Regions from separate parts of the Mus musculus genome. Here all the other regions are linked to region 6. A link is a contact called in public Hi-C, HiChIP or PLAC-seq and promoter capture Hi-C data. All regions are on one chromosome and are shown on one strand. Each heading gives the region's core, a stretch centred on a gene start, on an enhancer-like site or on the middle of the called end of the contact. The rest is flanking DNA. Distances are from core to core; before and after follow the strand shown. Region 1 holds the start of Tmem42 (transmembrane protein 42). Region 2 holds the start of Zkscan7 (zinc finger with KRAB and SCAN domains 7). Region 3 holds the start of Zfp105 (zinc finger protein 105). Region 4 holds the start of Sec22c (SEC22 homolog C, vesicle trafficking protein). Region 5 holds the start of Tmem158 (transmembrane protein 158). Region 6 holds the start of Abhd5 (abhydrolase domain containing 5). Region 7 holds the start of Zdhhc3 (zinc finger, DHHC domain containing 3).

Region 1 (3,212 bases), core at 197-2,696, 670 kb before region 6:
CTTCCTGAGGGGCTAGAGGCCAAAGTCTGGTGCTTTGCATCCAGCAACCACCTTCATGATCAATCCACGTATTTCTGTCTCCTCTGTGGACGTAAGAGGTTACCACCCCAGCTGAGCACTGAGGCTCAGCAGGCTAGCAGGTAGGGCCAGTACGGACATAGCTAGTACCCAGTAATCATAAACCCAAGTTAAGCTGTCTTCCAATTCAAGACTGGGTTCCCTTGACCAGACCCCCTAGACCCCATAGCTAATGTTAGAGTTCTTGATTGAGATAGCTGGTGTTATCCCAGAGTGACATAGGTTTCACTCCTAAGTTTTCCATGTTTAACTGTTCCTTGCCTGGAGACAGCCCAACTTTTGTTTTACTCCCTGTCCTTTCTAGAGCCTGGAAAATCAGGGGTTTCCCAAGGACAACTAACTCACCAAGAACCCTAAGAACAAGGTCACCAGGCTACTCACCGAGCAAAGTATGTTCGAGAAAGTCACTGTGACAGATGCAATGGCTGAAGACATAGAGAAACTGAGGCCCCGGCTAAAGAAGGTCCACATCAGAGAATTGGCGCTTGCCATGGCAACGATGCCTAAGACACATAAGCCAATATTGACCTGCAGGAGAAAGTGTCACTGAGCTACAACCACCATGGGCATAACCTTGAAAGACTGGGAGATGTTTACACGTCTCATACAAAGCATATGCGGACCCTGACTGATAGGCAGAGGAATTTGCCTGCAGACAGGGGGCAGGGTTATCTTCCACGAAGACCTCAAATTTCTTGTAGCTGAGTAGCCTTCTGGAAAGATATGACTTTACAAAAGGACTGTAAGTCGCCAGAAATCTATATCAAGCAGTCCCCTGTTCAGGTCAGGATCGAATTCTCTGATGCAGAAGCTCCGCAGGCGCTCAGTCCGAACTCTTGCCAAGGACAGGAAGAGATGGGCAACCGGTTATCTCACCTTAGGTGTCACGTGCTAAAAAAGCTATGGCAAGGGGACTTAAACTGAGAGGTGGGCTTCGAGGTCCTCCCCCAGGAGGCAGTGCCTAAAACCAGGTGGTCCAACATGGGCGCAGGCGGGAACCCAGGTTAAGCCGCCCTCCTCCCCGCCCCGCCCCGCCCTCCCCCGCCCCGCCCTCCCCCCGCCCCGCCCTCCCCCCGCCCCGCCCTCCCCCCGCCCCGCCCCCGCGTGGCGCCCCGGGCTGCACCTGGCTCCCGAAGGCCAGCTTGGCGGCGGCGGCGGCCAGAGCCCCGAACGCCCCGGCGCACAGACAGTTGAACACGCCCCAGAAGCGGCGCCGCATCGCGCCTTTCTGTAGGCGAGCGGGTAACTCCACGGGTGAGTCAGGGTAAGCGGCCGCAGACACGGCGGCACCCGAGGACTGCGGACCGGCCGCCATGAGGCCCGCTGCGCCCGCCACGGCCGACTGCCACGCACGCCGCCACCCGCCGTGAGCCCGGCTAGGGCGGAGCCAGGCGAGTGAGGCGAATCTGCTGCAGTGGAGTCCGGAGCCGAGCCGAGCCGAGCCTACAAATGAAAGGAATCTGGAGCCCATACCCTGCAGCGTGTGCAAACCCGCGACTAAGGAGAGCCTGCGGCTCCGGCGAACCTGGGGGATGGGAATCCGGTAGCGAGGACCGTGCGCCACTGAAGGAAGCGTGCTACCGAGAGGTACCTACTGTGAGAGAGGAATCTGCTGACGTGAACTTGGGGAGGAGGGGAGTTTATCTCCGAGGAGAACCTGCGGCGGAAGTAACCTTGTTTCTGAAAGAGCCCTGCAGTCAAGGGGAACCTGCTTCTGAGAAGACGGGGAGGTCTGCCACTTTACATGGATGCGCACCTAACATGCTAATCCTGAAGCCAAGCTGCACCTTCAAAGCACCTCTGCTCCCTCGTGGACGCAGGAGATGATGGATCTGGAGACCGGCCGCTTGAGACAGAACGTTGTTTGGGAAAACGTTTGTTCTGCCTGGACCATCAGAAGCACAGTCACTTCTAAGTTCGTGTAAAGTAATTGAGAACGACAAAAAAATTGAAAAAACAACCAAAAAAAAAAAAAACCCAAACAAACCGTAAAATGTCATCTACTGTCGGTAATTCCAGATGCTTAGGATGCTGAGGCAGTTAATGGTCATCCTGAGCAACTTAGGGAGACATTGTCTCACTTGAGAGGGCTGGCAGCCAGGCATGGTGGCACACACCCGTAATCCTAGCACTTCTGAAGCTGAGGTAGAATTACTGAGTTTGAGGCCAGCCTGACCAACAGAGAGGTACTAAGCAAGCCAAGGACTTTTTGAGACTCTCAAAAAGTTTTTGTTTTTGTAATAAAGGAGAGTTGGGGTTATAGCTCAGTGCTTCCATAATACATGAAAAATCCTGAATTCAGTCAATGGCAGTGTGTATGGATATATGTTAGGGATACATTTCCTTAAAGGAGAGCTGTAGAAGTGTATAACGTGAGCTAAGTGTGGTGGTTGGTACACATGAGGAAGCAGAGGCAAGTGGATCTCTGTGAGTCCGAGAACAGCCTGCTCTAAATAGCTCTACATAGCCAGGGCTACACAGCAAAACTTGTTTTGTTGATATATAAAATACAAATAATATTTAATGTATGGGGCTTGGAAGAAACACTTTATTCCCTGTTAAAGAGCTTTTTCATGGACATTCTTACATGCTACCTTGCTTCTCATGCGGGTGGTTTTGTGGATGAAATAAAAGGATGGATTACTGGGGTTTGGAGAGATTGCTTAGCAGTTAGGCAGCTTGCAACCTTCCCACAAGTGCCTCCCAACCTCATACCTCCAGGGGTTCCACTATTTTCTGGCCTCCAAAGGCACCTATCCTCATGTACATATATATACACCTGAACACAGATACACATTAATACATAAAATTAAATTTTAAATAAAAAGAATAGATTATCCCAATTAGTCCTATGTGGTATAAACCACTCCAATTTGCAGATAAGGAAGTTGAGACTCAAGGGTACTCACTGTACTATTCCACTTAATAATGGAGATAGTGTGTGGCAACAACTGATAGGAGAAGCTAAAACAAATCTAAGCTGCATCTGTCAAAGACTTTATCCCACGGATTATAAAGGTAATTAACAGAAATGACCTTCATGTTCTGGCAGAGTAAGGTAAGTAAGTAAGACAACTAATTCACACATCTTATGCATGCTCTGTAGAGAAAAAGTGGGCAACAGTGTATTGTCT
Region 2 (3,269 bases), core at 452-2,951, 540 kb before region 6:
TTCCAGCTACAGCAGGCACACTGAAAATGAGTCTCTGCTTCAAACTGCGGGGGCTGTTTTTTCAGAGTCAAGAAAGGAAGTGAGGAAAGTGTCACCTACAGAAACACAAAGAGAATGATCAGAGTCCTGGAGCACCTAGCTCTTAGCTGGTAACAGGTTCTGCAGCTAGAAGCAAAGCCTCCGGGGAAGAGAAGAGTACAAACACAGAAATGACTCCAAGTGACTTCCCTTTTCAAACTATTAGTGGCTCCAGTCACCTGCAGGATAAAAGCTAACTGAATGTCTAGGCTTAGCTTTCACAGTCTTTCACATACACCTCCAACCATTTCCCCCAAGTACCCAAATTAAAAGGACATCAATGGCCTCCAAAGCAGGGTATACAAGGAAACTGGATGTTAAAGAAAATACTAAATGATTTAACTATTTAATATGTCCTGTAGTAAGCACTGAAATTCAAATAGGATTTATCTTTAATTTTTTCATAAACTTGTGCTGGGAGTGGAGGCTCAAAACTCAGCTGGTAAAGATGTACTAAAGTTTGGGGCTAACACTTTACAAATAAGGGGGTGGGGACCACACTTTACCTGTCTGCACCTTCCCTGTTTTTTCCCGTCATTTCTGACAAACTCTTAATCAAGTGTCAAGACTCCGAATAAATAACACCTCTCTTGAAGGATATTTTCCTGCTTTCCCCAGATATAAAACAATGGCTCATTTCCCTTGCTGTACCTCATACTATAACAGTGTACTTCAACTGTTTATGAGGAACTCACCAGTCATGGCCTCTAAACTACTGGAGGGTCACCCAAAGGGAGGAACTAGTATTAAAACTTTTGGAAGTCTTTTCTACTTAACTTGGAACTTAACTTTAACTTTCTGGTCTCTCCGGGCATACCACTGTTTATAGCTTCAGTAATCCCACGGACTACTCTCCACCCATAACTCTGTTGGATCACTTCTCTTAATGCAATTGTTTGCAGTTTACTCAGGGCTCTGTTTCCTGCGAAGATTCAAAAGGCAGGACTGCTTCCCAGTCCTGCACGCGTGCATATGTGTTACACAGGGAGAGAGATATGTTACACGAATGTGGTTAGTTTAGTGGACAAAATTTGGGAAAAGCCATTTTCCTTTCCGTTTATGCATGCCATTTGAAAACCAGATCCTCTGGGGCAACTAGGATGTGTGCCGTGGTTTGAGATATCAGATATCAGGCACTGGAGACCCCAGGGTTAGACATTTTCCTCTGAGCCTGTTTTGTTTTGTTTTGTTTTGTTTTGTTTTTAAGACAGATGGAGTAATCTGTGAACTCTCCGAGAGTACACAAGAGCACAGGACACTTTCCTGCGGTCCTTACTGTGCCGAGTGCTAAGCGGCAGGTCTCGCTGCACGTCTAATCTGCGAGCTCGCGTGGGGCTCACTCCAGAGTCACGGTCCTGCCTCGGTAGCCGCTCACCTGGCCGCGTCTGCCCCGTGCAGCGCTGACGCACGGGAGCCAACAACTCGAGCCGACCCCAAGCCGAGCGACCACAACACGAGGACGACGCGGCTCCGCCTCGGGTAAGCACCCCGGCACCGCCCGCGTCGCGGCCCGAGTGCGGGCCGCACTTTCCACCGCGTCGCCACCGTCATGCGTGACGGCTCAACGGCCCCACACACCTCCAGGACACTAGGAAATGGCAACGACGGCGGGACGGGAAGCATGAGAGCATCACTTCCGGTACCTCCTGGATTCCGGAAGTCTTGGTTGCCAAGGTGAGCAATAATCTTGAACGCTAAGATTTTTTTTTACCCAGGGAACATCTGGGGCACAAGAGGGTGTCATGCTGAACTTAGAGTCATTCAGATTCCAGAGACCTCACTCTTGACATAAAAAGGTCAAAAAAAGCAAAGCCATACTTTCCAACAATCAGACTTTGACAGACCAGCCTGTCCCTGATGATGCCCTATACAATTAGAGCCCAATTCCTAATTGTGTTACAGCTCGGTTCCATTAAGGGGAAGGTTCCCGCAACTGTACAGTTCTGCTTGAGCAGGCAAAGGTTCCCCCGATGTAAGTGTTACAGCTTTCCTGGGAAAGGTACCCTGGCAATCGGGAGTCAAGGAATACCACAAAGTCACACCACACAACAAATCTCACATAGATTTATCGGAAGGGAAAACCCAGAAGAGTGGCTGCCTCTGCTCAGGCAAGGAGCAGGGGGAACTGAGGAGAAGGCAGGCCTTATATAGGTTTCAGTGAGGGATGGGACTTCTGGGGCAGTCTGGGATTTGTGGGATTCTAGTCAGAGTTTGGGGCAAACTCAGGGATTGGTGGAACTGTTTCTTGGGGTCTAGGGGTCAAGTCTGGGTCAGGGTGTTCTTTCCTTGGCTCTTTTACCCTAAATTTATCTCTGAGGTCATCTCACCTCAAAGTGCCAGTCTCAGGAAGGATTAATTGTGTTATAAAGTTTGCTATCTAACAAGATGGAGAACTTTATTTACTATAAAAGGGTAGGTCCCTCTCAGAGGACAATTCTCTGAGAATTCAAATTTGTTATGACTTTCTTTATTGAAATTTCTTTAACTATTATAGTTTTGTAAATACTTTTATTCCTGTGCTTTGGATTTATAAAATACACATTTATGGGCTCAAATAGCACAATCTGTGGCCCTGATTCTTTGTGTGTAAGGTGTGATGCTTACTGCTTGCTTTTTTGATTCACAGGTTAGTAAAATATATATATATATATCACATGATATAATGATCTAATACAAAGGGTCTTAATATTTTGTTCAACCAATTTCAATTCATTTACAGAGAAACAACATTCTTACTCCAGGATGACACGAGCTTCCCCCTCTACCCTGTTCTGCTGTCAGGAGGTCCAGCATCCTTCTATTTCGTAGTACAACCCTGGGAGTGGTGGTCATCTGTATCTGGGGAATAATTATAACAGGAATGCTGAGGTAGGGGCCCCTCAAAGAGGGGGACCTCCTATGAGGGTTTATTAAAGGAGAAACCTGGGTCTGAGGAGGAACCATGCGAGGTAGCATGAACAGGAGTCATTACTAAGAGGGGATCCAAAAGGGATGCACAGAAAAAACATAGAGAGGCATTTTAGATGGGATGTGAGGAGCAATAATAGATCAGAAGCGCATTGAACATGTTGTAGCCAGGATTGGGCATTTCTTCTCAGTTGTATTTCCTGTTCAAGAATGGTTTTATGGGTTCATGTGGACTGCTCCAGGTATCGAGAGATATGAGCAGAGGGGCATGCAGCGCAACTGGT
Region 3 (3,449 bases), core at 341-2,840, 570 kb before region 6:
AAAACTATTATATAGAAAAAGAGTAAGGAAAAGTTCCAATCCAGTGATAATTATTATTTTACTTACAGTTTTTTTTTTACTATGGGAACTGATTTTGTTTTGTTTTCTTGTTTCCTTGAGACAGAGGTTCTTTGTATAGCCTTGGTTTTCCTGGAACTCACTCTATAGACCAGGCTGGCCTTGAACTCAAGAGATCTGCCTGCCTCTGCCTCCCAAGTGCTGAGGTGTACTACTACTGCCCAGCTAGACGGATTTTTAAAAAGGGGATCTTAGAGAGATTCACTACCAAGGAGAAAAGAATGATTATTTCAGAGAGTATAACTACAAGTACTTTTGAGGTTCTTTTTGTCTGTTTCATTTTTGTAGTTCCCACATCTTCCAAATATTTGATAAGACTAAATTTTGGTTGTAAAACAAAATTACTCATGTTGACCTTGTTTATCCTTATTTTTAATTGTTGCACAAATACTCTATAATTGTCAATAAACACATAAAACTGACCTATACATACTTTCGCATAAACATATACATACACAAATTGGGTGATACCCTACCCAGTCCCCAGTGTGTGCACCTTCAGGCTGCACTTGCACAGGGTTCACCCTTCTGGACTGGTGGTTTTGCTTGTTTCTACCGTGCTGGGAATCCATACAAAGGCCTAATGTATACTAGACAAATGCTCTACCACTGAGCCACAACCAGTTCTTGACTCAATGAGTGTTTTACAAGTCTTGTCTTTCAATATACGCTAGCTACAGAACACACACACACACACACACAATTCTGACACACAATTCAAAAAGATTTTAAATTTACAATCTTTTCTTTAGCAAACGTGGGCTTTATTGCTTATTTTAGTAATAGTTTCCTGTACGAAGAATTCCTTTGACCAGCTGCATTACTCCTTTAGAAGGAACTGCGTGATCACTAGCTTAAGGGTTTATATTTATTGCCAAACGGCTTTCTAAAACAGCATCTAAAGCCAGGCACACGACTACTAATTAACGGGACTTCTTTATTTCAGATAAGCCGACAGGGGTTTTGTTTTATTTTAAATAAAGCCAAACAATCTATTTTAGCTGTATATAAGGAGTTTGAGGTTTGTGCTTCTATCCCTCTTTGGTTCTTTTACTAGAAACCGGTGCTAATGTTTACTAAATTGCCTTATTCTGCTGCTGCTTCAGGGTACTCATATTCATTTTCCAACATCATCTTCACTGTGCAAACTTAAATTCCTAAGTAATGCCACGCTTTTCACCACGGCCTCAAAGAGTAATTCTGGCGGGTTATTCTGGCAGGAGAGCCTCTGAGACTCGTCTCACCACGTGCCTGAGTCTCCTGGCCAGACTGTCGGGCCCCTGGCCCCAGCAGGCCCGAGACATCTGCACAGGCCGCCCTCCTCCATCCCGACCAGCAGGCTCGCCGCCCGGCCCGGACACCCCGAGCTACCTCCCGGCCCCGCGATGGTCGGTGGAGAACAGTCCCGCGCCCCTCGCCGCCCGCTGCGACCGGCTCGCCACGAAGGCCCAACCGGGCCGGTGCCGCTTCGCGGATGAGACTCCAGAGTCTCTCGGCAGCAACGGGGCTGAGAACAATGACCGGACAGGAAGTGCCTTGCGCCGGGCTTCCGGCTCCCCAGGCAGGCCGGCCTCTCTAGGAATCGACGGGGGTCGTACACCTCGGTGCCCAGGGCGGGCAGGGCTTTAGCCCGCCAGGCAGCGGCACTCTCCCAAGCCGAGCCCCTACCTACCAGAGCTGACGATCTTAGAAAATTCCCTCAGCATTTTTATCTTCAAAATATCAAATGGTACAGAAAGGTTGATGGATGGTACAGAGGATACCCCTATCCTTCATCTCGACAATATTTGCCTTAATTCTCATATATAATTAAGGTCAATTTTGGAAATTATAAACAGTAAAACTCTTTATTCCAAGTACACCACCATCATTGCCAATAAGAAAAATTAACAACTATTCATATTCAGATGTACTTAACTGTCTCAAAAGATTTCAAAACCGTTAGAAGTGGTGGTGCACACCAGCACACAGAGCCATACCATAATCTTGTGGATCTCTGTGCACTGGAGGTTGGCCTGATCTACATAGTGAGTTCCAGCTTAGCCAGGGCTACATAGAGAGACCGGGTCCTCAAAACAAAAATCAAACCTAACAATAACAAAACTCACAAACATTTCAGGCAGAGATGCCCCCCAAATGAGTTTCACAATACTCCAGTTACCGCTCTTTGGTTTTGTGTGTTTGAAATGATAAACCCAGAGGAAGGCAGCGCCCTTTACTCGGGTTCCTCATTGGGTAAATCTTAAATGATTACACAGTATCATGCCAAGGACTGGTGGCTCACATCTGTGATCCCAGCTCTCAAGAGGCTGGGGCTGGGGCACTAAGAGTTTGAGGCCATAAATGACATCACATAGTATAGGGGAGATCCAGACTCCAAACCCATGTCTTCTGAGCCTAAATCCAGTGCTCTTCACAGGTTGTTCTCAGGCAGCAGAACTGGATCACAACTCTGGATTACACTATTATATAGGTTTTCTGTAGCACCTACACCATGTTAAGAAAATGTATGATGTACATGTTTAGAAACAATGACCAGTTTTTAAATTAAAAAACTTATTTTGCTATCATTTACAACCTCACCATTACCCTTTATGAGACAAACTCAGTTTCTTCAGTCTTAAAGTGCTCCAGAGCCTCTTTCCAGAGTCACAATAAATGATTTGGTACAAACTATCTTTTAATTAGAATTGAGATTGTTTTTCTAGACTTTAGAAACCTAGGTGAAGTTTCTTCAACTTGTCTGTCAGAGCGGTCATGAGTTTTCCCTATTAAGACCTAGGGGGTCATATTCAACAGTTACTTCACTGTGATTGTGTGCTGTTTCACATATGACTGTATTTTTCTTTTTTACTGTTCTGGGTTCAAATCCAGTGTCTTAGTTAGGACATTTCTGCTGTGAACAGATATCATGACCAAGGCAACTCTTATAAGGACAACATTTAATTGGGGCTGACTTACAGGTTCAGAGGTTCAGTCCATTATCATTAAGGCAGGGACATGGCAGCATCCATGCAGGCATGGTACAGGAGGAGCTGAGAGTTCTACATCTTCTGAAGGCTGCTAACAGAATACTGGATTCCAGGCAGCTAGGATGAGGGTCTTATAACCCACACCCTCAGTGACACACCTATTCCAACAGGGCCACACCTTCTAATAGTGCCGGGCATATTCAGACCATCACACCCAGGATCTCGTGTATGCTGGTAAGCACTCTTATACTAATGCATATGCCTAGCCCTACCTAGATTTCCCGAATCTCTGTTTGGGACTCAATGGACTCATATTTGCAGCCCAAATAATTCTCCCACAGTATGAACTTTTGTTATTGATGAAGTCTTGAAGTCCATAAGAATTCCTTTGTGAACCCC
Region 4 (3,222 bases), core at 236-2,735, 650 kb after region 6:
GAATACCAGAACACAATAATGCCCAAAGGCTATCTTAGGCTGTCACAAGTCTTCCTGTGTTCGTTTTGTAATTTGTCTGTGGTTACATAAGCCCTGCTTCCATTTCCACCCACCAGAGAAGTGTCGTTTAGAAGTCTTCACTCAGCTCAGGTCTCTCCATGTACCGTGTCTATCCAGCTGCTAGGTTGGCACCCACTGTAGGCTTCTCCGCAGAGATGGAATGGATAGGCTCTCTCTGACTATATGGTGGTTTATGAGGGGAACATGCTCATGTGGTGACAGAGGCTGAGAACCAGGGGAGCCAGTTCTGGGGTTCACTGACTTGCACTTGGCCTCAGAATCAGGGGAGCTGGGACTGGGGATGTGGCCCAGTGGGTAGTGCTCTTGTCTAGAAGGCAGGAAGCCCTGGGGTTGAGCTCCAGAGCCACACAACCTTGCTGTGGAAGCACACACACATCGGTAATCCCAGCGCCCAGCAAATGGAGTTTGTAGGATAGCCTTCAGAGTCAGCCTGCTACACAGTGAATTCAAGGTCAGCTTGGGATACACAAGACCCTGTCTCAAGGGATAAAAATGAAGTATCCGTGAAGCTGATGATGTAACATTAGTGAGAAGCTGAGGTCCTGAGAACCAGAGCCGGGACGTTCCAAGGAAAGCCTGGAGTTCTGATGTATGAAGAGGGTGACAGGCCTGACCCGGGGTTTTGTAGTTCAGTTATTCTATCAACAGAGATACATCCTCAGCCCCACAGAGTTCTGTGCACAAGCAAATGTCTCTGAAACACACAAACTCTCCCTTGCCCAATGGCCTGAGACTTGGAGAAGCTTTTCCTGAGCCCCAACTCCAAGACAACTGTTCCTGTAAATTCTCTTTGGAACCCATGCTTCTGTGAAGCATAACTCGTGTTTAAACACCAGAATTCCTGCCTGGTGCCCTACCCCCTTCTCTTGATTTGGTTTCTGTGTTCACACTTCCTGTGTACGCAGTGCGCGGCAAACAGCGGTGCTCAGCACTTGTCAAAACAGTAAGGGCCTAACTGTGCTACCCAATCTCCCTCCAGCCTCATAGCGAGGTGTGTGTGGCTCAGGGATCGGACTTTGGCACCTCCTCCAGGCTGGCAGAAGGCTGTGCTCTTCGGATCCTCTATCTCGGGCCTCTTGCCCAGCTGCGTAGCCTGCAAGAACCCACGCCCAGGGAGTGTCACTCCAGTCACACGGGGCCTAGACGCCTCTGGAGAACAGCCCTGTCCGCTCCAGGCCAGGCATCGTGGGGACGTCGGAGCCTCTTCTCACCGCTCGAGGTGAGACTCGCACGTGGGCCTGGGGACCTGCGGAAGAGACGCGGGCTGAGGGGAGCAAACCCGGGCCAGCCCTGGTAGATTCACTCAATTCCCGGGTCTGAACAACTGGACAGCAGAGACGCCCCACGATTGGTCTGTTTGGCGTCGCTTAGCAGCAGCGAATGGGAGCTCACGGTGTGCGCATGAGCACCACATCCTGCCTCCTACAGCCGGGCCGCGGGTAACCTGCACCCCGCCGGCCGCCGGGGTGGGCTGCGGTGGCCGAGGCGGAGGTCGGCCGCGGGGGCGAGGTGAGGTTAGCGGGCCAGGCGGGCGTGGAGAGGTGGGGTCGGGGTCTAGGCCACCGGGCTGCAGCCCGGGCCGGTGGGACTCCGCCGAGGCCCGGCCCCCTGCACGGTGCGTACCGGCTGGGATGCGCTGCCCGCTGTGCCTGCTGCCCGGGGCGGGGCCGGGGCGTGTCTCGGGAGGGCGGGGCGGTGGTTCCCTTTATGTAGACTGAACTCTAGTCCTGTCACTTGCTTCTTTTGAGAGCAAACTTTCCTTAGTCTGCTGGTCTAGCAGAACTTGGCTTCTTCAAGGCCTGGTCACCCCTACACCAACTTTCCTGGACTTGGATAAGCCGGGACAAAGAACCTGCAGAGCAGAGCGGGGGTCAAGCTTGCAAAAAGCCAAATCCAGGGAAGGAACTGAGTTACCTCTGATGAAAGGTGCCGTTACAGTTTGCGGTCTTGTGAAACGGAGCCCCATGTAACTCGAGTTTGGCCTTGAGCTTGGGATCCTCCTGCCTCCACTCCCCGCCCCGCAAGTTCTGGGATCACAGGTGTATGGCCTCCATGCCCAGCTCGGTTGGTGTAGCGGGTGACAAGATCAGAGAAACTAAAGCAACCCTCAGTGCAGAGCCAATGCTAGAGCAACGTGTCTGTAAAAGTCTACACAGAGAGTTTATTCAGGTAAAGAACTTGTCAGGGAAATGAGAACGGGGACAGCTTTGCATAGCCTGACACTGATATACAGGATTCATTCGCACCGCAGCTTTCTCAGGAAGACAGTTGTAGACAGGTCCCTAGAGATGCCTCGTAAATGTTTAGTGGACAACAGAGAGGACATCTTGAGGTCTCATAAAGAATTTCAGATCAAGGCTGGGGTGATGGTGCACATCTTTAATCCCAGCACTCAGGTGGCAGAGATAGAGGCAGTGCATAGCCAGACAAGACAACTGACTTTAGAGTATAATACACTAGGTAAGGAGAGGTGGTTTTATTTTATTTTAGAGAGGGTCTCACTCTGTAGTCCTGGCTGGTATGAAACTTACTGTGTAGGCCATGCTGGCCTGGGTCTGCCTGCCTCTTCTAAATCCTGGGATTAACGGTGTGTGCCTCTGAGCTTTAACTCCAGCAGTTTACTCACCACTTGGTTCTGTTTTAGGCAGGCTGTCCTGCAGCCTAAACTGCCCTTTAACATGCCACTCGCCTGGGGGTGACTTTGAACTCCTGACCTTCCTGCCTCCACCCCACCCCCCAAGTGCTGATATTATGAGCTTAAGCCACCACACTCTGCATTTCAAGGGGCACTTGTAGGGACCCTTCCTCTACCAGCAAGTCTCTGATTAGAGATTGTTTTTGTTTTTAAACATAGTCTCACTATAGCCCAAGTTCTCTGGTGCTGGGATTACAGGTTTGAGACCCACACTGCCTCTGGTTAGGTGTTGGCAGTTCTGCGGTGGAGAGGGCGTCTTTAGAGAGACAATAGCTGAGAACTCGGAGGTTTGGTTTTGAGGTCCACATACTGTGGAAAGAGTATGGAACTGGGAGACTGAAGTCTGCTTCTACCTCCTGATCCTTAGTTTTCCTCACCTGCGAAGTGGGTCCAAGGAAGCTCTGAGCACTTAGTAGCATTATCCATACGAAGGTCTTAGTCCCTCT
Region 5 (3,255 bases), core at 385-2,884, 910 kb before region 6:
TCACACTGGGCTGGATTTGCAGGAATAGATAACCAACTGGCCAGCACTGAGAAGGTGGGGTAGATGCTGGACTGCAAGCTCCATTAACATAACACAGTCCCATGCAGGGTGGGTGCCAGCCGCCCGGCTGTCACTCAGGGAACCAAGACCAACAGAGAAGACTTGGTACTTTGGGGAATTCTGTTTATAAGGCTCTCTCTCTCCCTTCTCTCTCTCCCCACTTTCTCTCTGTCTACCTGTGTCTCTCCCTCATTCCAATGTTACTATTTGTTAGAAAACAACTTAGAAGATGGGTTTAGTGGTACATGGCTTTAGTCCCAGAACTCAAGAAGCAGGGGCAAGTGGATCTCTGAGAGTTTGAGGCCGGTCTGGTCTACATAATAAGTTCCAGGACAGCTAAAGCTACGAAGTGAAACCTTGACTCAAAAGAAAGAGCAGGAGAAAGAATGAAAGAGAGAGAGAGAACTATTTAGAGAAATATATTTAGCACTTTGTACCCAGCAATGGCTGTCATCCTGTCCTTCACAGGCCCTTGGGAAAGCTTAGCTGGCTTAGAGGGAGGGTCACTCTTAGATTTACAGAGCACAACTGTTTCAAGCCATTTTAGGGGTCAGTTGACATTAGTTTCCAAGTGTGAGGCCAGAAAACAAGGGAAGTGCAGTTTGCTCCTTTTTGTGATGGGGATTGAACCCTGGGCTTGCTAGGACACTAGGAAAGCACCCTTCCAACTGAGCTGCCTCTTCTTCCCAAGAACGTTTTTTGTTCTTTACAGAAAGCATCTTTCTGTGTAGCCCAGGCTGTCCTCAAACTCATAATTCTCCTCACCACCTTAGTACTGGATTTTGTTTATTTGAGACAGGTTTTCAGGTAGCCCAGGCTGGCCTCTCCAAGGAACTTGGACTCTGGATTCTCACTTGGGATTACAGACTTGTACCATCAAGCTCAGGACTCAGGTAGGCTTCTTAATATAAATTGTATCCTATTAAATTACTCTTGACAACTCCACCTCTCCACAATATACATCCCGGAAGACTGATATTCATGGACTCTAACATACAAATTTTTTGTGTCTATGTGCACACTAGACTGCAGGTGTCCTCAAGCATCCGACCTGTGGGATTTGCATTCCCATTGCCCCAACCAACACCAAAACTTCAGAATTTTGAGGATTTTTTTATGAGTTCTCTTCCTGTAAAACAAAACAACGAAACAAAAACAAAACAAAAAACAAAACAACAACAACAACAAAAAAACCCATATGTATCTATTGTGGTGAAGACACATTAAAACCAGCCAGACTCCAGATCTGAATTTCTGAACTCAGCAGAAAGGTACAAGAGTCCTGTCTCTGGCTCCTGAGGTAGCCCGGAGACTTTCTCCCTTCTTAGTTTCTCCTAAGCAGAAAGGAGGTACTGATTAGCTCTCCTGGGGGCGTGACAGAGGGACTGTCTGGGCTCCGGGACTCGCTCTGGGCTTCCCGCCCTCGGGGGTCCCCTCGCTCCGCCTCCACGCACCGCCCTGTCGCTCAGGTCTTCAGTTCCCGCCCCTGCGAGTGGAGCCCCGCCCTCCCAATTCCCCGCACCCGGTGAGCCGGGGGCGGGGCGCGCGGAAGGCGGAGCCGAGCAGGGGAATCCTCTCTCGTTTCGCCGCGAGCCAGCAGAGCCTCCTGGCCGTCCAAGGGCCCCAGCTCTGGGGGCAGCGGAACCTCGACGAGCGGAGTCTGAAGAGGCCATCGCGGCCCGTGAGCCGGTGTCGTCCCAATACACTGGCAGAGTTCCGCCTCGGCCTTCCAGGCCCCGCGGTTCCCTCACCGGACGGTCGCCTGCGCGCCATGCAGCCGCCGCCTGCCCCGCGCGCGTAGGCGCTCGCCACAGGCCATGCTGCCCCTTCTCGCCGCGCTACTGGCCGCCGCCTGCCAGCTGCCGCCGGCGCACGGCGGGGCCACGGATGCGCCCGGCCTTGCAGGGACGCCCCCAAACGCCTCGGCCAATGCGTCCTTCACCAACGAACACTCCACCCCGCGTCTGCTGGCATCGGCGGCATCGGCGCCCCCAGAGCGCGCGGGCCCAGAGGAGGCTCCGGCGGCGCCCTGCAACATCAGCGTGCAACGACAGATGCTGAGCTCGCTGCTCGTGCGCTGGGGCCGCCCGCGGGGCTTGCAGTGCGACCTGCTGCTCTTCTCTACCAACGCGCACGGCCGCGCCTTCTTCGCCGCCGCCTTCCACCGCGTCGGGCCACCACTGCTCATCGAGCATCTGGGGCTGGCGGCGGGCGGCGCGCAGCAAGACCTGCGCCTGTGCGTGGGCTGCGGCTGGGTGCGCGGCCGCCTGCGGGCTCCCGCCGGGGCTCCCACCGCGCTGCCTGCCTACCCGGCGGCCGAGCCGGGGCCGCTGTGGCTGCAGGGCGAGCCTCGTCACTTCTGCTGCCTGGACTTCAGCCTGGAGGAGCTGCAGGGCGAGCCGGGCTGGCGGCTGAACCGCAAGCCCATCGAGTCTACGCTGGTGGCCTGCTTCATGACCCTGGTCATCGTGGTGTGGAGCGTGGCCGCCCTCATCTGGCCGGTGCCCATCATTGCCGGCTTCCTGCCCAACGGCATGGAGCAGCGCCGGACCACCGCCGGCGCCCCCGCGGCCGCTCCTGCAGCCGTACCCGCGGGGACTACCGCCGCTGCCGCCGCCGCTGCTGCAGCTGCTGCTGCTGCTGCCGCGGCTGTCACCTCGGGGGTGGCTCCTAAGTGACCCCCTCCGCCCCGCGTCCGCGCTGTGTAAGCGCTCGCACGCGCCTTCCTCACCGGAGACGGGGCAGGTGCGCTTCGTGCTGTCCTTATTGTTCATCCTTTTCCCGGGAGGGGACCGCAGAGAGGCACAAATGAGGTGGGAAAGTGGGGTTTGTGCTGAGGTTCTGGTTCGGAAGAGCAGGGGCAAGCTCTCGGGCTGAAGGGTGGGATCCACGCGTGGCTCGAGGACACAAGGGAAACCGGCTCTTTCCCCTGCGGCACCCCCTCCCTGCGCCCACATGCCCTTTATTTATGGCAGAAAGTGACCAGATCCTGTGTATTTGTTTTATATATTTAATAACTGTTTTAAATGAAAGTTTTAGTAAAAAAAAATACAAAACAAAAAGATTCAACTGCTAAAGCTGTGGTAACAGGAGCTCTTTGTATCTGAATGTAGTTGTATTTGAAGCTTCTTGTTTGTTTTTTTAAAGGGGGGGACGAGGGAAGATTTGACACGGATTTATTGTAATTGCTTACAA
Region 6 (3,375 bases), core at 195-2,694:
AAATACCAGAGAGGTCTACCTCTGACTAGGGACTGTAACCAGTCTTGCCCTCAGTGACCTCCAGCCATCATCAGAGCCATGTCACTCTCACCGTTGTGCTATGGATTCCTGAGCCTCACAGTATCAAGACCAAAAGGGCCCACAAGTTAGAATTCTCAGAGCCAGAAAAATGTCCTGACAAATTTAATAGAAACCCAAGCTACCAGGTCCTAGTTGTACCACATGACACTCTGTATTTCATGTCAATATAACTAGGAAGTTCAACAACAGACCAAAACAGTGGCTCCACTTGTTAATTATCACTTAAACAAAACTTGAAGAGTGTAGTTTCTAGCATTTCAAAAATATTCCTCCCCTAACATCTTTCCAAAATACTTACTTTCACATTACCATAATCTATTTACCCTATGGTTATCTTTCCCATACAAATGTCTCCAAATAGCTGAAGTACAACTGTCAAAATAATTTATAAAGGAGATGTATAGTCCCGTCCATATAAAACAAGTAGCCTTTTGAGAATCAGTGAAATAACTTTCATAGTAATTTAATTTTTCCACCAAGCATTGTTCTACTCACAAGGGCATGACATATCAAAAACAAAAAAGAATAACTTACTATGTCTATGAAGAAGTTGGGTGTGGTGGTTCACACATGTGATCTCAGCACTGGACGGCTGAGGCAAAAGGATTGGGTCTCTGCAGAGTTGAAAAGCTACCCTGGTCTACAGATTTCCAGGCCAGCAAGGGCTACATAGAGTGACTCCGGTTTCCAAAAAAAACAAAACAACAACAACAACAACTTAAGGGCTTCCTTCCTGTTAGGCATCTGCCCTTCAACTTTCACAAAGTTTGCCAGGGCTAGTGAAGCCAGACCGCCGGGTCACGGGAGCGCACGCACGGGGCAGCGGGAGGTGGGACGCAAGCGCCCCAGGCGCACCGGCGGCGATCGGCTGTCCCGCGAGGCTCCGAGTCCGACGCCTTCTCCCACCCTGGCGACGCACGGCTCCCGGCGCGGAGTTCTGAGCTCCGCCGCGCTCGGGATCACCGGGACGGCCGTCAACAGCAGCCGCTTTCCCTCCCCGCAGCCCCGCGGCCCTGACCGGGCCTGTCTGCCCCGACGGGTCGAGAGAGCGGGCGCCCGCGCCTTCCCTCGGCTGGCCGCCCGGGGTCGCCAGAGCGCACGAGACCCACGTCGTCCCCCCCTTCCCGGGTGATCCTCACCCTCCACCGGCGTCTGCCGAGTCCACCTCCTCCTCCGCCGCCATCGCTTTCATCACCGCCGCCGCGCAAGCGCAGGGACACACCTCGAAGCCGGCTGACAGGCCGACTGGGCGGCCCCGGGCCGCGGCCGCCCTTAAGACCGCACCGCCCGCGCATGCGTCGTCCGCCCGCTGGGACGATCCGAGGGCGCGGCCGCGCCACCGCAGGCTCGGCGTCCCAGCGGCCCGGCCTCGCAGACACGCATGCGCTGCCCGCCTGTCGCGCGGAGGCGGGGGCACTGGTAAGGAAGGTCAGCCCGACGCCGCGGGAGCCTAGGTAGTCATCCGTCGGAATAATGACCATTAATGCGTCATTCCGCCCGTGTGGACTGCCCTGGACGGGGCGCTAGGCAAGCCGTAGGTAGCCTGGAGTGAGACCCCAGCCAGAAATAGCCTGAGTGGCAGAAGTGCGCATCCTGTGGTGCTGGACCCTCCAGCCCTTACTTTCAGGTGGTGGCCTCTAGGAACTTGCACTCCACCCTGCCAGACTCTAGACTCCGGAAGGCTGAGAGCTTATGTGTGGGTACTAGAATTACACACACACCACCACCATCACCACCACCACCATCATCATCCCCACAGACCACAGAAGAGAGGGGCGAGGGAGGGAGAGAGGGAGAGCACTTCCTAGAATCCATTCTAAAATGATAGAGGGCTGAGGGCTCATAAAAATATTCTCATGAGCTCGATATGGTGGTCCACACCCTTCAAAAACACTTGGGAGTCAGAGGCAAACACATTTCTGTGAGTTGGATTAGCCTGATTAGCCAGCCAGAGCTACACAGTGAGACCCTGTCTTTAAAATAAATAAATTTAAAGGGGAGAGGGCTCGAGGGATGGCTCAGTGGTTAAGAGTGCATACTGTCCTATAGAAGAGAATGGGTTTGTTTCCAGCATCCATGTGGAGCCCCACAACTGCTTGTAATTCCAGTTCCAGGGGAGCAACACCCTCTTCTGGCCTCAGAGCACCTTAATGTATATGGTGCACATACAGGCAAGGAGGCACACCCTCGAGTGGGATTATTTTAATAATTTTTTTCCTGGTTAAGGGACGTGAGCAAATGCGTGAAAGTGATAAAGAGTAAAGCTCAGTACAGGCAAATGAAAGTCAGCAGCTAGCAAGTAAGTCCAAGACTGCGCTTTAAAAATAGAATTCAGAACTATGGCACTCACTGTGATTAAACAAATAGAGGCATCCTGGTGTTGCATAAGGGATGTTTCCCTTGGCTGGGGGCAGGTTCCTCCGGTCAGGAGAAAGTGTATGAACTAGCCTAGCTCTTTGTGCTTGTGACAAGCTGCCTACAGCTGGAGCTGTGTTGTGCAGGGGCCATCTATGCATTAGTTCCTAGGTTCAATTCCCATCCTGCCCTCTACCCCACACTCCAAAAAATGAAATTCTGAGAATATGTAATAGGTTCTCTTAGTTCAGCCACACCTGGGTGGTACTGATGCCCGGAACTACTCAGGAGCCTGATGTAAGCTAACTGAGTCTCAAATAATTCTAATAAGGCCAAAATATGTGGCATTCCCCCTTTCCCAGAGATCTAACCAAGAGCAGGTGTGTGGATGTGGGTTTGAACAGAAACAGAGGCTCCCACCACCCTCTTGATTTTTTTGAAGGCAAATGGATAATGTAAATATCGTTTGTATTCCCTTCGTTACTTTAGGATTACCTCTCTCCAGTCATCAGCTCCTCAGGAAGGCCAGAGTCCTTCCTGAAGCCTACACTAATATTCTTCCCTGTATTTAAGACCCCATGCATCACTCTCCATTTTAGACCACATTTGCTGCTGTAGAGAAACACCTTGACTAATCATTTACAACAAACAAGTTTTATCCCTCACAGTGCTGGAGACTGTGAGGAAGGCGTCTGTGGTATACAAAGAGGGCCTTGCTGCTTCATCTCATGGCAGAGGGCAAAGAGAGCAAGAAAGGGGCCTAACCCTTCTTTTTATAAGAAACCCCCTCCCCCAGAACTGACTCCCGAGATGAAGGCATTAATTGATCCGTGAAAGTAGCACCTCTGTGGCTCAGATGCTGCCCTTAGGCCTCACCTTTCAATACCACTACATGGGTTGCGCTTCCAGTATGAGAACGTTGGGGACACATTTAAACTT
Region 7 (3,496 bases), core at 303-2,802, 760 kb before region 6:
GAATGACAGAGTCACACTTCTGGCAAAAAAAAAAAAAAATTAAAAACTCATCAGCACTTAATATGTCACCATGAAGACTAGGGATATGGAATGACAGAGTCACACTTCTGGCAAAAAAAAAAAAATTAAAAACTAAAAGGGAAGCCCCACCCCTAGGATTGACTACTTTAACATTCCCATACAACCCACTGTGCATATACCCCACTATTACTAAACCTGATCTTGAACTAAAAAGCTAATGAGTTGTGGGTTTGGATTTTTATTACTCAAGTTTAATATGAAACCTAATGACTGAATTTTGGCATTCCTTACTCTATATGAAGTAGAAAATAACAGTATGTCATATGATTTAGAAAAGAACATGCTTTCACTTGCATTATGTAGTTTAAATGGTAACAGGTCACCTTACTATGATGACTACATCACAAGATCAACTGTAGGGACAAGGCTTGTAGAATACTAGATTATGGTTGCCAGGAAACATTCTTCACTTCTCTTGAACGTTCAAAAGCAGGACTGAGCCCAGATCGCGGTAGTCATTGTAGCTACCCAAAGATCTAAGCGCCCCACAAGTAAAACAGGTAAATCAACAATTACACCATAGACTACCAGTCTGCTTTGAAAAATTCTTCTCAGCGGGTGGTGAAAAGGCATGCCTTCTGCCAAGGCAGGACTGATAGGAGTTACACACCAGCCTTGGATATAAAGCTCTCCTCCTCAAAAAAAAAAAGCAAAAAAACAAAAGGGTTGAGAATGCGGTTCCATGATAGAATGCCTGCCTAGCATGCACAAGGCCAAGAGGTTCAACCTCCAGCACCGCCAGAAAGAAAAACACTCCCTATTTTTCTCTATTTGTAAGACATGTGTGTGTATATGTCAGCGTGATTTCTCTTAAGATTGGGTCTTTATAGCTCAGTCTGGCCTTAAACTCCTGATTCTCTTGTCTCCACTTCCCAGCTGCTGGGATTACAGGTGCCAGCCACCAAGGTCTGGAGCATGCTAAGCACGCACTCTATTACCGATGCATTTCCTTCTTTCCTGTTTTTAGGGGGTGTGTGGCGTGTGGTGTTTGCTGTCAGAATTTTAAAGTCCTTTTCCCCCTCGGATACACGGCCTCTGTGTGCAAAGTCACCAGAGTCCATTCACGTGCCGCTATTCTGATTACAGGATCTCGGGCACTGCACTCTCAGGTCGTGCAGAGGCCACAAGGACATTCCTTCATTAAACTGCAGCCTCGGGAACTGCCCGCCCGCCGCTCCCTGATGAGCTAGGAATCTCCTCCATCCCGAGAGCTGTGGACATCTAGGCATACAGGACGCACACTCGCTGCAGCACTAAGCCTCGGGCGTCCGTCCTGACCACGTGGCCGCCCCGCACCTCCTCCCTGCGCAATATGGCCTGCACTCGCGGCCGCCACCGCTACCTGCACTCCATGAACGATGTAGACCTTCTCGGCCTCGCTTAGCGCCACCGACGCCATGCTGCTCAGCTCACCGCGCGCGCTGGCGTGTCATCAGCTCGCGCCTCTCCCCACCGCGCCTGCGCGTCATCAGCCCGCGCGGTGGCCGCTCCCGCAGCCGCGGCTGCCGCCACCGCCTGGAGCTCCATGGGCTTCTCCTTCGCACCGCCCCGTGTGAGGCCGAGTCCGGCAAGCCGTGGCGCCGGGTGCCCGTGCCATCGCGGACGCTGGCGGCTGGGCCCCGGGGCAGCAGCAGGCGGCGCGGGACTGCTAGCTGCCTCCAGATTGACGGTCAGTGCAGTGGGGAAGCCCCAGAAGGAGGGAGGCGCGGGGCCCCAGCCGGGACTGGATGGGAAGCGCGCAACCCGAGCGCTCGGGCCGGAGTCGAAGTAGCCGAGCGCGCGCACGTGAGACACTTCAGGAAGGCGGAAGTCGTGCTGCCCATGAGGGACCATCTCCTCAACCCCCTCCTAGTTGGTCCCTAGGATGGCTGAAGGAAAGAGACCATGGATCCCTCATTAGGTCACTGGTCGGGAAGGGTCTGCACCAGGAATGGGGCGCCAGCTTCTCAATTTTCTCACCCCTCCTTCCATTCCAGGGATCGATCTCTGTCCTGTCTTCCCTCATCCTTTCCTCCCCTACTGCCCATCATCAGATAATGGCCCAGAGCTTTGCAAGTTACCCTTGCCCCGTGCGGTTGCTGGAGTATTGTCCCAAAGAGAGTAGGGAGAGTGTCTTGCACTTCGGGATGCCTGGATGGAAGGGATCTCCGGGGAAGATGGATAACTTCATGAAAGAAAACCGACCCTGGGAGGATATGGGACCTAGGTTATCCAGAAAGGATGCCTGCAAGGTGAAGCTGGGGTCATAGTGAGGGGCCCTTTAAGGAAGAGAGGGGATATGAACTAAGTTTTAAAGGGTCTCTCTGAGAAAATGAGGGGAGACTTGGTAGAGACTTACCTGGTGTTCTATTTTAAACAAAAGTAACCCTTCAGCTTAATCATCAAGAAATAAAAGGTGCTGGCCACCCTTTGCCTTTAATCCCAGCGTTTGGGAGACAGAGCTAGGCGGATCTCTGAATTCGAGGTCAGCCTGTTCTACACTGTGAGTTCAAGGACAGCCTGAGCCACATAGTGAGATCCTGTCTCAAAGACACTGCCCCCACTCGTCGAAAAAAGGCTTTTTTTCTCTTGTGCTAACTAAGTAAGTAAACAGAACACTAACCAGAGTCCTCCAGGGTAGAAGGGAAGGCTCTTGTGAGCATAGCCACAGAGCATGGTGATTAGAGTTGTCATAGTGGATTACTGACTACGCTGAGATTTCAACAGTAACAGGAAGTGCCTGGCTATATTCCTAGGTACTGAACTGTTAGCTGCTGAGCCCTCAAATGATAGCCTCTTCTTGATAGACTGGATATGAATTTCCTGCGTCCATACATAATACTTACTACAGGTGCTCCTGAGACGGCTTCCTGTAGGGTTGGACTTTGCCCTCTAGGGTAACTGGAAAAGGTGGAGCCAGACGGCTTTCTTCCTTTTTTGGAGGAACAGATGCCACACTTGATATAGCACCTAGACACCATCTCTGGTTGAACAACTAGATTCTGTGTGAGGAACTGGTGAAATAGCAAGGGACTCCTGCTAGTAGGGTATCTCGTGCTAGAGATGACTGGAAAGAGAGACCATTTGAATATATAGTGGGGTGGGGGTGGGGTAGGGTGAAGATTGAAAAGTCAGAAAAGATACTGGAAGAAAGTTTGACTTGAGTTTAACTACTATGAGCCATTTTCCTGGGAAAAAGTCTTTGGGCATATCTTTAAAAGTGTGTTAGTGGCAGAACAGTAGCATGTGCAAAGGCCCTAGGTTCCCTCCCCAGCACCACACGGGCATATCCTACCCCCGACAGCAGACAACAGGTTCTTTCTGAAGAAGGGTCAGTGTTATCTATTTGGTGACTGATTTTATGAGTAATATCTGGTATTAGGTTCAGAAGACTTCAAGAAACATAAACAGTGGAGTTTATATTCTCTGCTGGAAC

What was found. Hi-C and Micro-C count contacts between places; a contact is called where the count stands out from the background. HiChIP or PLAC-seq counts read pairs in DNA pulled down with a chosen protein or histone mark. Capture Hi-C pulls out chosen DNA fragments and counts their contacts.
Region 1: a promoter capture Hi-C map of pancreatic islet shows a contact between it and region 6. The contact joins the promoter of Tmem42 here to the promoter of Abhd5 in region 6. A contact is called at or near these places in 3 of 39 promoter capture datasets (cranial neural crest, hippocampal neurons and liver), 1 of 484 Hi-C or Micro-C datasets (neutrophils), 4 of 115 datasets of contacts at active chromatin or transcription factors (bone marrow-derived macrophages, effector CD8 T cells, extraembryonic endoderm stem cells and 1 more) and 1 of 9 other capture datasets (pancreatic islet).
Region 2: an H3K27ac HiChIP or PLAC-seq map of extraembryonic endoderm stem cells shows a contact between it and region 6, with 2.5 times the contacts expected there. The contact joins the promoter of Zkscan7 here to the promoter of Abhd5 in region 6. A contact is called at or near these places in 2 of 39 promoter capture datasets (cranial neural crest and hippocampal neurons) and 1 of 115 datasets of contacts at active chromatin or transcription factors (extraembryonic endoderm stem cells).
Region 3: an H3K4me3 HiChIP or PLAC-seq map of stem cell-derived neural progenitor cells shows a contact between it and region 6, with 2.7 times the contacts expected there. The contact joins the promoter of Zfp105 here to the promoter of Abhd5 in region 6. A contact is called at or near these places in 1 of 39 promoter capture datasets (hippocampal neurons) and 2 of 115 datasets of contacts at active chromatin or transcription factors (bone marrow-derived macrophages and stem cell-derived neural progenitor cells).
Region 4: a promoter capture Hi-C map of liver shows a contact between it and region 6, with 2.5 times the contacts expected there. The contact joins the promoter of Sec22c here to the promoter of Abhd5 in region 6. A contact is called at or near these places in 6 of 39 promoter capture datasets (erythroid cells, hematopoietic stem and progenitor cells, liver and 2 more), 1 of 484 Hi-C or Micro-C datasets (muscle stem cells), 2 of 115 datasets of contacts at active chromatin or transcription factors (extraembryonic endoderm stem cells and pancreatic cancer cells) and 1 of 9 other capture datasets (liver).
Region 5: a contact with region 6 is called in an H3K27ac HiChIP or PLAC-seq map of extraembryonic endoderm stem cells, with 4 times the contacts expected there. The contact joins the promoter of Tmem158 here to the promoter of Abhd5 in region 6. A contact is called at or near these places in 4 of 39 promoter capture datasets (the C10 cell line, hippocampal neurons and liver) and 2 of 115 datasets of contacts at active chromatin or transcription factors (bone marrow-derived macrophages and extraembryonic endoderm stem cells).
Region 7: a contact with region 6 is called in a Hi-C map of natural killer cells, with 18 times the contacts expected there. The contact joins the promoter of Zdhhc3 here to the promoter of Abhd5 in region 6. A contact is called at or near these places in 3 of 39 promoter capture datasets (hippocampal neurons and liver), 1 of 484 Hi-C or Micro-C datasets (natural killer cells) and 2 of 115 datasets of contacts at active chromatin or transcription factors (bone marrow-derived macrophages and effector CD8 T cells).

What each region holds. Positions count from the first base shown.
Region 1 is chr9:123,019,560-123,022,771 of GRCm38.p6, reverse strand. It overlaps Tmem42 (transmembrane protein 42), which reads right to left and starts at 1,446. Exons shown (of 3, transcript NM_025339.4): 1 at 1,202-1,446; 2 at 460-606. The coding sequence starts at 1,393.
Region 2 is chr9:122,885,250-122,888,518 of GRCm38.p6, reverse strand. It overlaps Zkscan7 (zinc finger with KRAB and SCAN domains 7), which reads right to left and starts at 1,701. Exons shown (of 6, transcript NM_001177505.2): 1 at 1,454-1,701; 2 at 1-95. It also overlaps a transcript of Zfp445 not described here.
Region 3 is chr9:122,921,219-122,924,667 of GRCm38.p6, reverse strand. It overlaps Zfp105 (zinc finger protein 105), which reads right to left and starts at 1,590. Exons shown (of 4, transcript NM_009544.2): 1 at 1,450-1,590.
Region 4 is chr9:121,703,292-121,706,513 of GRCm38.p6, reverse strand. It overlaps Sec22c (SEC22 homolog C, vesicle trafficking protein), which reads left to right and starts at 1,485. Exons shown (of 7, transcript NM_001164562.1): 1 at 1,485-1,590.
Region 5 is chr9:123,259,168-123,262,422 of GRCm38.p6, reverse strand. It overlaps Tmem158 (transmembrane protein 158), which reads left to right and starts at 1,634. Exons shown (of 1, transcript NM_001002267.2): 1 at 1,634-3,255. The coding sequence starts at 1,878. The coding sequence ends at 2,738.
Region 6 is chr9:122,349,685-122,353,059 of GRCm38.p6, reverse strand. It overlaps Abhd5 (abhydrolase domain containing 5), which reads right to left and starts at 1,444. Exons shown (of 7, transcript NM_026179.2): 1 at 1,221-1,444. The coding sequence starts at 1,273.
Region 7 is chr9:123,111,250-123,114,745 of GRCm38.p6, reverse strand. It overlaps Zdhhc3 (zinc finger, DHHC domain containing 3), which reads left to right and starts at 1,552. Exons shown (of 7, transcript NM_001372538.1): 1 at 1,552-1,750. It overlaps Exosc7 (exosome component 7), which reads right to left and starts at 1,515. Exons shown (of 8, transcript NM_001081188.1): 1 at 1,424-1,515. The coding sequence starts at 1,480.